Linked DNA regions of Sus scrofa: regions 1, 2 and 3 are each linked to region 4. A link is a contact called in public HiChIP or PLAC-seq data. All regions are on one chromosome and are shown on one strand. The core of a region is the stretch at or near the end of the contact, and the rest is flanking DNA. Distances in the headings are between cores, read along the strand shown.

What was found. HiChIP or PLAC-seq counts read pairs in DNA pulled down with a chosen protein or histone mark.
Region 1: an H3K27ac HiChIP or PLAC-seq map of skeletal muscle shows a contact between it and region 4. The contact joins the promoter of CNIH1 here to the promoter of SAMD4A in region 4. A contact is called at or near these places in 1 of 47 Hi-C or Micro-C datasets (embryonic fibroblasts) and 1 of 2 datasets of contacts at active chromatin or transcription factors (skeletal muscle).
Region 2: an H3K27ac HiChIP or PLAC-seq map of skeletal muscle shows a contact between it and region 4. The contact joins the enhancer-like site here to the promoter of SAMD4A in region 4. A contact is called at or near these places in 14 of 47 Hi-C or Micro-C datasets (alveolar macrophages, brain, embryonic fibroblasts and 8 more) and 2 of 2 datasets of contacts at active chromatin or transcription factors (alveolar macrophages and skeletal muscle).
Region 3: a contact with region 4 is called in an H3K27ac HiChIP or PLAC-seq map of skeletal muscle. The contact joins the enhancer-like site here to the promoter of SAMD4A in region 4. A contact is called at or near these places in 2 of 5 promoter capture datasets (liver and skeletal muscle), 13 of 47 Hi-C or Micro-C datasets (alveolar macrophages, brain, embryonic fibroblasts and 6 more) and 2 of 2 datasets of contacts at active chromatin or transcription factors (alveolar macrophages and skeletal muscle).

The regions. Positions count from the first base shown.
Region 1 is chr1:183,827,797-183,830,496 of Sscrofa11.1, reverse strand. It overlaps CNIH1 (cornichon homolog (Drosophila)), which reads left to right and starts at 1,391. Exons shown (of 5, transcript NM_001243525.1): 1 at 1,391-1,506. The coding sequence starts at 1,426.
Region 2 is chr1:184,002,216-184,004,984 of Sscrofa11.1, reverse strand. The region is part of intron 2 of SAMD4A (protein Smaug homolog 1); the gene reads right to left. Among named protein-coding and RNA genes, the nearest start is that of SAMD4A, 88 kb to the right of the region's middle. Within about 2 kb of position 1,319, at least 40 of the 83 cell types and tissues checked have an H3K27ac peak or open chromatin away from gene starts, as enhancers often do. A contact at or near this core is called in embryonic fibroblasts, fetal skeletal muscle, liver and 4 more, where this site is marked.
Region 3 is chr1:184,031,135-184,033,834 of Sscrofa11.1, reverse strand. The region is part of intron 2 of SAMD4A (protein Smaug homolog 1); the gene reads right to left. Among named protein-coding and RNA genes, the nearest start is that of SAMD4A, 120 kb to the right of the region's middle. Within about 2 kb of position 1,279, at least 29 of the 83 cell types and tissues checked have an H3K27ac peak or open chromatin away from gene starts, as enhancers often do. A contact at or near this core is called in mesenteric adipose tissue, omental adipose tissue and skeletal muscle, where this site is marked.
Region 4 is chr1:183,914,049-183,916,748 of Sscrofa11.1, reverse strand. SAMD4A (protein Smaug homolog 1) reads right to left here and starts at 1,412. Exons shown (of 13, transcript XM_021102232.1): 1 at 1,049-1,412.

The DNA of each region.
Region 1 (2,700 bases), core at 142-2,641, 86 kb after region 4:
CAGAAAGTTCTGTTGGACAGTCCTGGAAAGACTCTGCTTCTAAACCATTTTCTACACAATTTGCTGGTGTGAGAGATCTTTAATGCAAAGCCATTAAAGATCTTGCTTAAAAACCTTCACTGATTTCCGCTTCCATCAGCTACAATCATTTAGCAGGTGGTGAGTCAATTTTGTGGGTCACAAAGAACATTAAAAACAACACAGCAAAAAAGGATGGGGGGCAAGTACTCATGGATCCTTAGCATTGTTTTGTGAAAAAAAAAATTTTTTTTTTCATCTTTTTAGTGTCGCCCCCTAGGCATATGGAAGTTCCCAGGTTAGGGGTCGAATTGGAGCTGCAGCTGTCGGCCCACACCACAGTCACGGCAATGCAGGATCCAAGCGACATCAGCTCACGGTAACGATGGATCCTGCCAGGGATCCAGCCTGCATCCTCATGGATACTAGTCAGGTTCTTAACACACTGAGCCACAATGGGAACTCCTGTCTTGTGAAATTTTTGATTGTTAAATATCTATTTCTTTGTCTTGATATCCAGATGCCCATCTCTCTATAATTCAATGTGTAGGTCATGTTCTGCTGTGTTGCAATGAAAAAGTCTAATTGCGAATGGTGAGTAAAACAGATTGAAAAACATGGGCTTATGGGATATGAAGTCTGAGCTCCTTAACCAGGCATTTAAGCAAAGCCCTCTATGATCTAAACCTTTGATGACTCCTGGAGTCTAACACTCCACACTGCCTTGGCGGTTTCACCTAAGACCTGAACTTTTTTCTTCTTCATCTCTGTGCATATGCTCATATTAAACCTTCTTCTTGGACAGCTGATCCTACCTATCTTTGCCTGGACAACTTCTGCTCAGCTTGGGAAATTTCTACTTCATGGATCTTTCCCTGAACATTCCAGGGTGGGCTGGGTAGCCTTTTCAAACCTTTCATAACATGCTGCCGACTTCCGTTAACAGGGTTATAATTCTGTAATGACTTATTATTTATGTATTAATTTCTGGCACTATGCTAACTTCTTTCAGTGCAAGTATTATTTTACTCATCTTTGTATCTCAGAGAAGGACAGTACCTGGGAAATATTAGGCACTCTTGTGAAGAAATACTTGTTCAAAGAATAAACGAGCGAAGTAGTCCAAAGAAATCAACTCGCTATATTTTAATCTTTTAGGGTTGGGGTTAGGGTTAGGGTTAGGTGGACCCTGTCTAACACTGTGCAAGGCCGACTCCGGCCATCGGAGGGCGCCTTCCTCCGAAGCTGGTGCGCAAGCGCACTAGGAGGGCGGGCGCCGCGGCGGTGGCGGCGGCAGCGGCGGCGGCGGTGAGGGCTGTGGCCGCGGGAAGTGAATGGTTTTACCCAGAGGGCCCTGCGCCGCTTTTCTCCGCTGGCGCCGGCGCTGCTCCCTGCTCCTCCCCGGCCATGGCGTTCACGTTCGCGGCCTTCTGTTACATGCTGGCGCTGCTGCTTACTGCAGCGCTCATCTTCTTCGCCATTTGGCACGTGAGTAGCCAGTGCCGGGGGAAGGGGGCGGGGTGGCGGCGCAGGCTCTTCTCGCTCCGGGCCCGTGGTCGGGGCGGCCACGGCCCCCGGAGGTCCGCACGGCTGGGGATGGGGCCAGGCCGGGGCGGTACAGGCCGCGCGCGCAGGGGTCTGCGCGCCCTCCGTCCGCGGGCCGGGGGCTCCAGGTCCAGGAGGAGCCGAGGCCTCTGTTGTTTGGCTGGCTGCCTGCGCCCTCTGTGTCCCAGCGCAGGCCTCGCGCGCCGTTACTCCTTCCCCGCCGGGTGGGGCAGCCGCGGTCCCTACGGGCCCTGCGGGACAGTGCTTTGCTGGCCGGCTCGGCATCCCTGCTTTCCCACATCTCTCGGGAGAATGTCAAGAGCGCGGAGAGGCGTGCTACGTATTTAGAGGGGATGAAGCTTGCCGAATTATTGTTATTTAATGCCGGTTGCCTTTGTTTTCGGGAATTCACGGGAGTATGGCCCAAGTGAGATACTTACAACCCACTTTAGATAAATTTCGAACTCTCCTTGTCAGCACTTGGGTGCTCTTCCAGCAAAACATCCCCTCTCTCCGCCCCCAGATTCTTGTTTCCTGGTGAACTTGGATGGAGGTTGAATTGATCACTTTGTTCTCTGCATCACCGAACTTTCCCCCTAAATCATACTTTGACAGTTTCTCGAAAGACCTTTTTCCTAGCCACTTCTGTATTCGGAGTAACTTGATTTAGTAGAGGTAGTTTTAATTTGATTTTGAAAACGTTCAGAAACCGTAAGCTTCTCTAGGACTTTTGTTTTATTTATTTTTTAAACTCACGTTATGTTGCAGGACAGAAATGCAACCTTACTGGGAACAAGTAAATTCCCTGTGAAATAGTTCTACAATAAATGTTTAAGGGATCCTGTTTCTCTAACGCAAAGTTAGAAGTAACCTTTTGGAAATCATTCATTAAAAAATGTATCTTACGGGGGAAAAATATAATTGTAATGTATACATGTAAGGATAACCTGACCCCCTTGCTGTACAGTGGGAAAAAAAAAATGTATCTTACATTTGTTCTGCCCTCCATATTCTACTACTTTCTGGAATATTGGTCTTAATTTGAATGATTGAGCATGTTCACGCTCATGAACATTTTAAGTCAGGTTTCATCATGCCCATAACAAGGATTTGTTAATGGAACATAGGCAGAGTGAT
Region 2 (2,769 bases), core at 70-2,569, 88 kb before region 4:
TGGCCTGGGGGCTGAAATCCTGGGTTTTGCTTGACCTCAACCACAGAGAAAATTTAGAAAAGCGACCATGCAAGTGGCTGGAATGTCCCCTGCGCTGCCGATGTCTTCCTTGCTAAGCTCCCATCTGACCGCCAGTTACTCCTTTGGTCCCCAGGGGCGGCTACTGGTAGGAATTCCCTGTCCTTCCTGGCCAAGCTGACGTGCCGGGCAGAGTTCAGGACACAGCTTCAAATGTGGTTTCCTGATTAGCCGAGAGATTCCAGCTAGGCAGGAAGGAGTTCAAGCCTGGATATTATATGTCACCATCATCTACCGGTTCTTAGGAATGAATACGTCCACAGAAATGACCTGGAGCAAAAGAGCATTCCTGAGATAAGTCCCCAACAACTCAGCAAGAGGCTCCTGTCTCTGCACTTCATCTTCTGGGGCTCCTTTTGACAAGAACATGACACATTTAAGACTCAGTTACCCTAAAAGAGCATTTCAACCAAATAATATTTAGGAAGGTTAATGGTGATGGAGAGAAATAAGTGTAACAGGAACCAGACCAAACATCTAGATGACTTCCTGGCTAAGAAAGAGGGTGATGGGCAGAGACCGCCCCCCAACACAGGAGTCGGGAAATGGGGTGGTTGACTTGGTTCTGCCACTAAACTGCCTTAGGATCTTAGGGGGAATCCCCCCTCAGGTCTTCTACCTCCTCGGCTGCAAAAGAGGGTGGCAGGTCAGTCTAAGTCCTAAAACTCCCCGATTCTGTTCATTGCCTGAAAAAAAGACCGAAGTTTCTTCATGGGTCATGAAGGAGTGTGAAAGACGACACAGGAAAAAACCCTGGAAGGTAAAGGGGGTCTCAAGGCCCTGAACAGACACTTATGAAAGATGAGCCCCCAAAATGGAGCCCCAGGAACCCCTCCAGAGAGGGTCCCCCCGGGGAGTTTCCAGCCAGAGCAGAGAAATGAAGAAGGGGCCCTGCTTGCCGAGAGCAGGAAGAAAACAGGAGGGAAAGAAACAGAAAGGGCAAGGCCTAAAATAAGGGGGGGTCCTGTGAGTGTCAAAGGGCATGTGAGGGAGGCACGAGTGAGTACAGCTCTGTAAGAGGGGGGACAGCAGCACATGGGGAGAAGCAGAGAGGAAAGAAGAGAACACTGGAAAGAGGGAAGGACGGAAGAGCAGAGAGAGAGCAAAGAAAGGAGGAAAGAAGGGAAAAAAAAAAAAAAAGACCTCTGCCTCTCATTTTGAAGAGAACAGCATTTCTTAACTCTCCCACCATCCCTTGGCCAAAAAAAGTCACCAGATGTGAGGTCCCATGGCACGTTGCCAAATTAAACAGACACAAGCCGCACCCTTAAAGAGAACAAGACAGTGCCGTTTTCTACAATTCCGTGAACACAGAGGCAGCCCATCGTACGCAGACATGGAAGAAAAAAAGAAAAAAAAACTCCACAAAAAGCCTGTATCCATTAAAAAAAAAAAAAAAAAAAAAGATTCTGGGCTAAGCTATCCAGAAATAGAACATTGTGATCACCAAATAAAAACTAGGTCAATAAGATAATGGACATGATTTAAATGAAAATCACAGTATTTGCAATGGGCTAAAAATGGTATCAATATTACTGCAGAGAAGGAATATAATTAAATGTATTTTTAAACAGCAGCTCCCCACCCCAGCCCTACAATCCCAGCCCGGCCACCAGTATTCCTGCACCTCATCGCAGAGGAATGTGCTGGCAGGCTGCAAGTTGGTCTGAAGAATGCAGAGTTTCCTACAACTTTAGAAGATCCCAAATGACACTGGTGAGCTACATTCTTTCACTCGTAGATCACTGGGATTCATCTCTAAAGCAAAGAAAGGGAAAGGTTAGCAATCTAACCATTTCCTTCTTTTACCATTTTCACGCTATGGCCGGGAGCCATGCAATGCAGGCACGACTGCCACATTCTCTTGGGCCTACTGAAACCGGGAGGATTCCAGACCATCATCTCAGCTGGTCATAGATCCTAGCAGGTTTAGCACAGCCGGGGAATTAAGAGAAAGGGGAGAAGTGCGAATTTCTGGTTTGCTTTCTCCAATTTGTGGTGTGACCTCATGGAGAAGCGGTAACTGCTGAGTGTAATTTATCTTCTAAACCCTCATGTGGAAGAGGGAGGCAAAGAGGAACAAGATGGATTAGCCGTAAGGAATGAGGTTCTGGATGGTGAAGACAGTTGCTACAGTGAGTGCACAAAAGTGCCTTGGCATTTCCTTGGATGTCGATCTAGCAGCCAAAGCCTAAGACTGTTTAAGAGGACATAATCATTGGCTCCTCCAAATTTGGGATGTCTTCAACAATCCGATAAAGATGCTTATATTATGCTTTAGGGAGTTCCTGTTATGGCTCAGTGGGTTACAAACTCGACTAGTATCCATAAAGATGAGGGTTTCATCCCTTGCCCCGCTCGAGGGGTTAAGGATCTGGCGTTGCCATGAGCTGTGGTATAGGTTGCAGATGGGGCCCAGGTCTGGCACTGCTGTGGCTGTGGTGTAGGCTGGCTTCTGCAGTTCTGATTCAACCCCTAACCTGGGAACTTCCAGGTGCCACAGGTATGGCCCTAAAAAGCATATATATGTGTATATATATATATATATATATATATATATATATATATAGCGCCACTTTAGAACATATACATATATATCCAGCATTCCTTATTTAAGGAGACTGTATCAATATTTATACCATGGAAATCTCAGGATAAGCTATCAGCATGACTTCATACACATTTAATCAT
Region 3 (2,700 bases), core at 30-2,529, 120 kb before region 4:
CTCTTTGGGGACACGTGGCCCTGATTTGAGCTCCCATGTGTGACGTGACGCTCCCTCTAGATAGAGGGATAACATCTGATAGCATCTCACATTCCCCACATCCCCGGAAGCCCTCCCCCACCTTCAGGCCAATATGGGACTTCAGACAAATTGAGGCACAGAGAAACTCACCCAGGGTCAGGCAGCAATACCCTGGTATGGCCATGAACAGTGCCAGAGCTTCCTGACCACTCGTCCACACCAGGCCAGGGGACCAGGCTGCCTTTTATAGAAAGTTTCCACACACCTTCTATTCCTAACCTTGATCACAAGCATCGCCGGTCCGCATGCCTCAGAAGCACCAGCAGACTGTGTCACAGCCTTCGTAACGTGCCCCATTTAGGACCATGAGCACAACTTGTTTTGCCCTGGACGCGGAATTCTTGCTAATGCTTCCTGGGCTGCATTTTTGCCTTTATTTTAAGCACAGTTAATGAATTAGGGCTTTATGTGTCAAGAAAGCCGAACCTGTTTCTCTAAGAAAAATCAGCAGCTTACCACACACGACTCTTCCTGGTTATCCCTAAGACAATGACAATGTCAGGAATCTGTAGTTTGGGAGTAGGACACATACTCTGTTCCTAACAGCTCATCGTTGGCAGGACCCAACATTTTGGTTTTTATCTTGCCAGTACTAAGAAAAGGAAAGATAATCTAATAAATAGAGATCATACATACATAGACACGTGCATGGGGGTGTGTGCGTGTGTGTGTGTGTGTACCCATGCATATGTATTTTAAAAGTTATCAGAATGTCTTGACCTTGAGATCTAAAACGGGGAGAGCCTTTGGAAGAAGAAACGGAAGCAAGCCCCTCAGAATAAGATCTGCATGTGAAGGTGAAGAACAGATACGTAACCTTCAGCACATGGCTCGTTCTGCTAACCACTGAACAGTTTCCAGCACCTAAATAAAGCCCCGGAAAGCACTCATATTGGAAGAACTAGCTCATTTGTAAAACAGAGGATGGGCCAAGGGAGCGCTCACCAGCCAATAAGGTGACTTGGTTTCTCAACATGACAGAAGTGCATTTCAACCATGTAGTAAATAAAATAAAACTTCATTGTAAAAGAGCCTCAACTGTCCCCCATGTGATCTGCCTTTGCTGCCTCCTCATGTGACCGGCCTCCCAATTTAGAGCGTAACCAACTCCCAATGACCTGTAATAACACCATTCCCAAATTAGAGCTCTCAATTTGACTTGGCCTCCGTCCCTCCCTCAAAGCAAAATAAAGCATCCGTTTTCTTTTTTTCACATTCATAATACTCTCCTTTTTGAGTTGCCAACTCAAACCCTGCTCTAGTCAGATGGAGCCCTTCCTCTATTTTTTTTTCTGGTCAGCCAAAGAGCCTGATGGAAAAACACCAAGAGACAAAAACAAAAACAAAATCAGATGAAAATTCCAAGTAAGTGACATTCAGCTGGAAAAGCTATGATTCACATGCAAATAAAAATCTCCCTGAATTCACTGTTATATGACGCAAGCTCCTGGCTTCAACATAAAAAGGGCAGGATGAAATCACCCACAATTAAACTCACCCTGGAATACTGGAATTCTCTGGCTAGGCCTCCCCAATTAATGATAAGAAAACCCCCAACTGTAACGGAATGAAGCTAATTGTGTTGGATCCCAAGGCAGCGGTACCTCAGCTGACATTCACTGATGGACGGTCCCCATGCCAGCATTCCCCCCTCCCCGCCCCCTCCCCTGTTCCCTCAGCCCTGACCTGGACTAGCGTAGCCTACAGGGACCCGGGGCTCCGGTCTCTCAGGGGCTGCCCTCCTGACCAGGCAGACATAAGGGGACTGGGCTGAGAATCCTGGCTCTCATCCCCCACCCCCATCCCAAGATGCTAGTGTGCAAGAAAGCTTCCTTGGGACCGCCAGGGAGCTCTCCCCAAGACTAAACAGAGCCTTTGTTGGAGCTTCCCAGCCTCATCAGCCTCTAATCTCAAGTAAGTGAGTGACATTTAGCTGGAAAAGCTTCCCGGCCTCATCAGCCTCTGATCCCCAGATAATTGAGCAAGTCACCTGTCCTCACTGGTAGGTCATTTACCACTTCACTTCCCCTTTTTCACCTGGGGAGAATTGGTCAGACACCACTTTCTTTTTCTCCAGATGGTTCCCTTCGGATGCACACTCCATCTGCCTGAGAATCACAGAATTCTGGAGACAGAAGTGCCTTCAGAGACTGTCTGCCCCCCCTCCTTTACTAGGTGGGGGGCTCCCACCATTTGATTCCTCCCTGATGGTCTTCTGGGCTGAGCTACCCTCTAGCCACGGGGAGCCCACTTCCGCCATCAAAGAGAGCTGAAATTCCTGAAGCCATAATCCGCCTCTCTGCAACGTCTTCCCATTCAACAAAGGTCATTTTTTTCTGAAACTACTAAGACTAACTCTACAGGTACCTGTACACGCACGTTCATAGCAGCATTATTCACAATAACCAAAAGCAACCCCCAGATCCATCAACAGAGATGGAGCACATCCATCCAGAGGAATATCATTTAGCTTTTAAAAGGAGTTAAATTCCGACACATGCTACAACATGGATGAATCCTGAAAACATGCCAAGTGAAAGCAGCCTGATACAAAAGACAAATATTGTATGATGCCACTTATATGTGGTACCTAGACTAGGCAAATTCATAGAGATAGAA
Region 4 (2,700 bases), core at 163-2,662:
GAGGAGACCCCAAGGCTTCCTGTTGCTGCTGATGCGAATGCCTAGTGCTCCCCACACACCCCACCCGGAGTGGCCTTGGGGGCTGTGCTTGCGAAAGCCCGCACCAGCAACAGATCTTCCTCGAGCAGAAAACTTGCAATGCGGCTGCGAAGGGGCGCGGGGGTGGGGGTGGGAGCTAATGCAAAGCAGAGGCTGAAGCAGCAGCAGCCAGAGTTCCTTCCTCCTCCTCCTCCTCCTCCTCCTCTTATTCCCCCTCCCCCCCTCCCCTTCGCCACCACCTCCTCCTCCTCCCGGAGAAGCAGCCGAACGGCTGCAGCTCCATCTACAGCAACAGCCAGCATCTCCACCGCCAGGCGCCCCTCTGGATTTAGGCCGTGAGCGGCCGCGGCAGCAGCTCAAGACAAAAATAAACTCTCCCCACCCAAAGCTCCGAGCCCAGCGGGCGGAGGCTCAGCCGGAGCCCCGGCTCCCCCGCGCCGTGCCGCTCCAGCCCACCCGGGATGTCTCCGAGGGCCTACTTCGCCCTGAACGATCAAATGAGTGCGTGCGTGTGCGTCTGTGTGTATGTGAGTATGTACGTGTGTGTGTGCTGTAGGCATCCTGCCCCCGCTGCCGCCGCCTACGGGCGGGTCTGTCCGGCCCAATGCCTCGCCCGCGCGTCCCAGGCCGAAGGCGGCACAGACACGAGCGCATGCCGAGCGCGGGTCTGCCGGAGCCCACAGCACTGCCTCCCCTGGTGGGCAGGGTGGCTCGGCAGGGACTGCGGCTCCACGACGCTGGCACACGCCCCCAAACGACTGACAAGAAGAAAAGTTCGGTTTCGAGGGCTCCCCCAGTCCTAAACCAGTCCGGGTGGCCGCCGGGGGTGGCGGCGGCGGCGGCGGCGAAGAGGGACTAGCAACTCAGCCAACCCTTGAGGGGCGGCTCACTCCCAGCATCCGGTTTCCCCGCTCCCAGAACTTCCCGAGCGGAGGGGGCACGTCCCCCGGGAAAAGGACCTAGGGCCCCGCGGGTCCCCTCCCTGGGGCAAATGAGAGAGGGCGCTCACCTCGGAGCGGTTCATCTCGGCGGCTCGGGGCCCCAAGCGCGGGTCCGGGACCGCGGCAACTCTCAGCGAGGTTGGGGACGCCCGAAGCGCGGGCTGCGGGCCATGCCGTCGGAGCGGGCGGCGCTGAGAGAGCGCAGCGCTGCGGGTCCCAGCCGCCGCTCCTGCTGTCTCCAGTGTCGGCTGGCGGAGGACTGAGCCGCCGGAGCCGGAGCTCCCCACATGCTACTGATTAACATACACCATTACATCATGGGCTTGGCAGGGAGCGCCCGAGCGGGGGGAGAGGAACCCGGGCGGCGGCGGCTGCACACTGGGGGAGTCGGGGGAGGATCCCCGGACCCGGCCGGCGGCGAGGGTGGGGGGCGGATTCCTTAGCGGGGACCAGAAAAGGGGAGGGGATCGAAGAGGGAGGAGCCGGATGGCGCAGTGGGGTAGGGTTGGAGGAACAGCGGGGGGAGGGAAGAAGTTTGGAGAAGGGGAGGGGTCCAAGTGAATTCCTCCCCTCGACCGCCCGCGAGTTCTGGAGGGGTTGGGGCGCTGGAGCAGCTGGAGAGCAGGCGGAAGGGGACTTGGAGGGCGCTGCAGCGGAGTCGGTGCTGCCACAGGCTGCTCGTCCTTGGGAATGTGGTTCGCCGACTCGGGTGACCCCTTGCCCTTACTGGGGCCCGGGAGTGGCAGGGTCCTGGGGTCACCAGCGCTAGGGGCGTGGAAGGGTTCCGGGGTTCGCGGACCCGAAGAGCGGAGGAGGCGGAGGGGCGGTATGCAACGCTGGACGTGCCTAGGCACCGGGCTCCGTGCGGCCCGTGTCCCAGGAGCGCGAAAAGTGCCGGGAAGCTCACCCCTCTCCTGGGTCGGGCCTTGGATGCCCTTTGCTCCTGCGCCGCTCTCCCCTGGGGAAGCCGCCAGACTTCTGGGGCCAGCCGGCGAGCTACGTCTGGCGCGCGGGCTGCAGCTGCGGACCTTGAGCGGAGACGAGCGCCTCCCCGGGCGGCAAGGAGGCAGACGAGGCCACCTGTCAGCGCGTCTGAGTCACCGGGCTGGGCAGCCTTTACCTGGACCTGCTGAGTGCGCGAGGCCGAGGCCCGGCAGGGGCTTCTTAGGTCCTGGCCGCGCAGAAAAGGAGGGGGATGGGGATGGGGCTGCGGAGCCGAAGCCAGACGGCACAGAGAGAGCTGGGAAAGCGCCCTCCGGTAATAGAGGATGGGTCAAAAATACACTAACACCTGAAAATCGCTTTGTCTTCTAACTTTAATTGATTATTCACAGGTAGACTTGATAACCAAATCCTTGCTATCCGTATTTTCGAGCATTTCTCCAGCACCTTGAGGTTTTGTTTATGAGTACTGAGAAATTAGTGAAACGCATGCCTCAAACCTGGCCCTCCCTGCTCTTGTTAATATAGTATTTTTTTTTTAATTATTGGAGTATACTTGACTTAAAAGTTGTTAATTTCAGGCATAGAGCAAAGTAAATCACACATATACATTTATATGTATTTATATACATATATATCCATTCCTTTTTGCTAATACGGATTTTTTTTTAAGATAAAGTATCTGAGATATTCTACTGATTAACACTTCCTTCTTTAACTCCAGCATATGTCCCTAGATTTTCAATCCTTCCTTCCTTCCTCAAACCTAGTTTTTGCA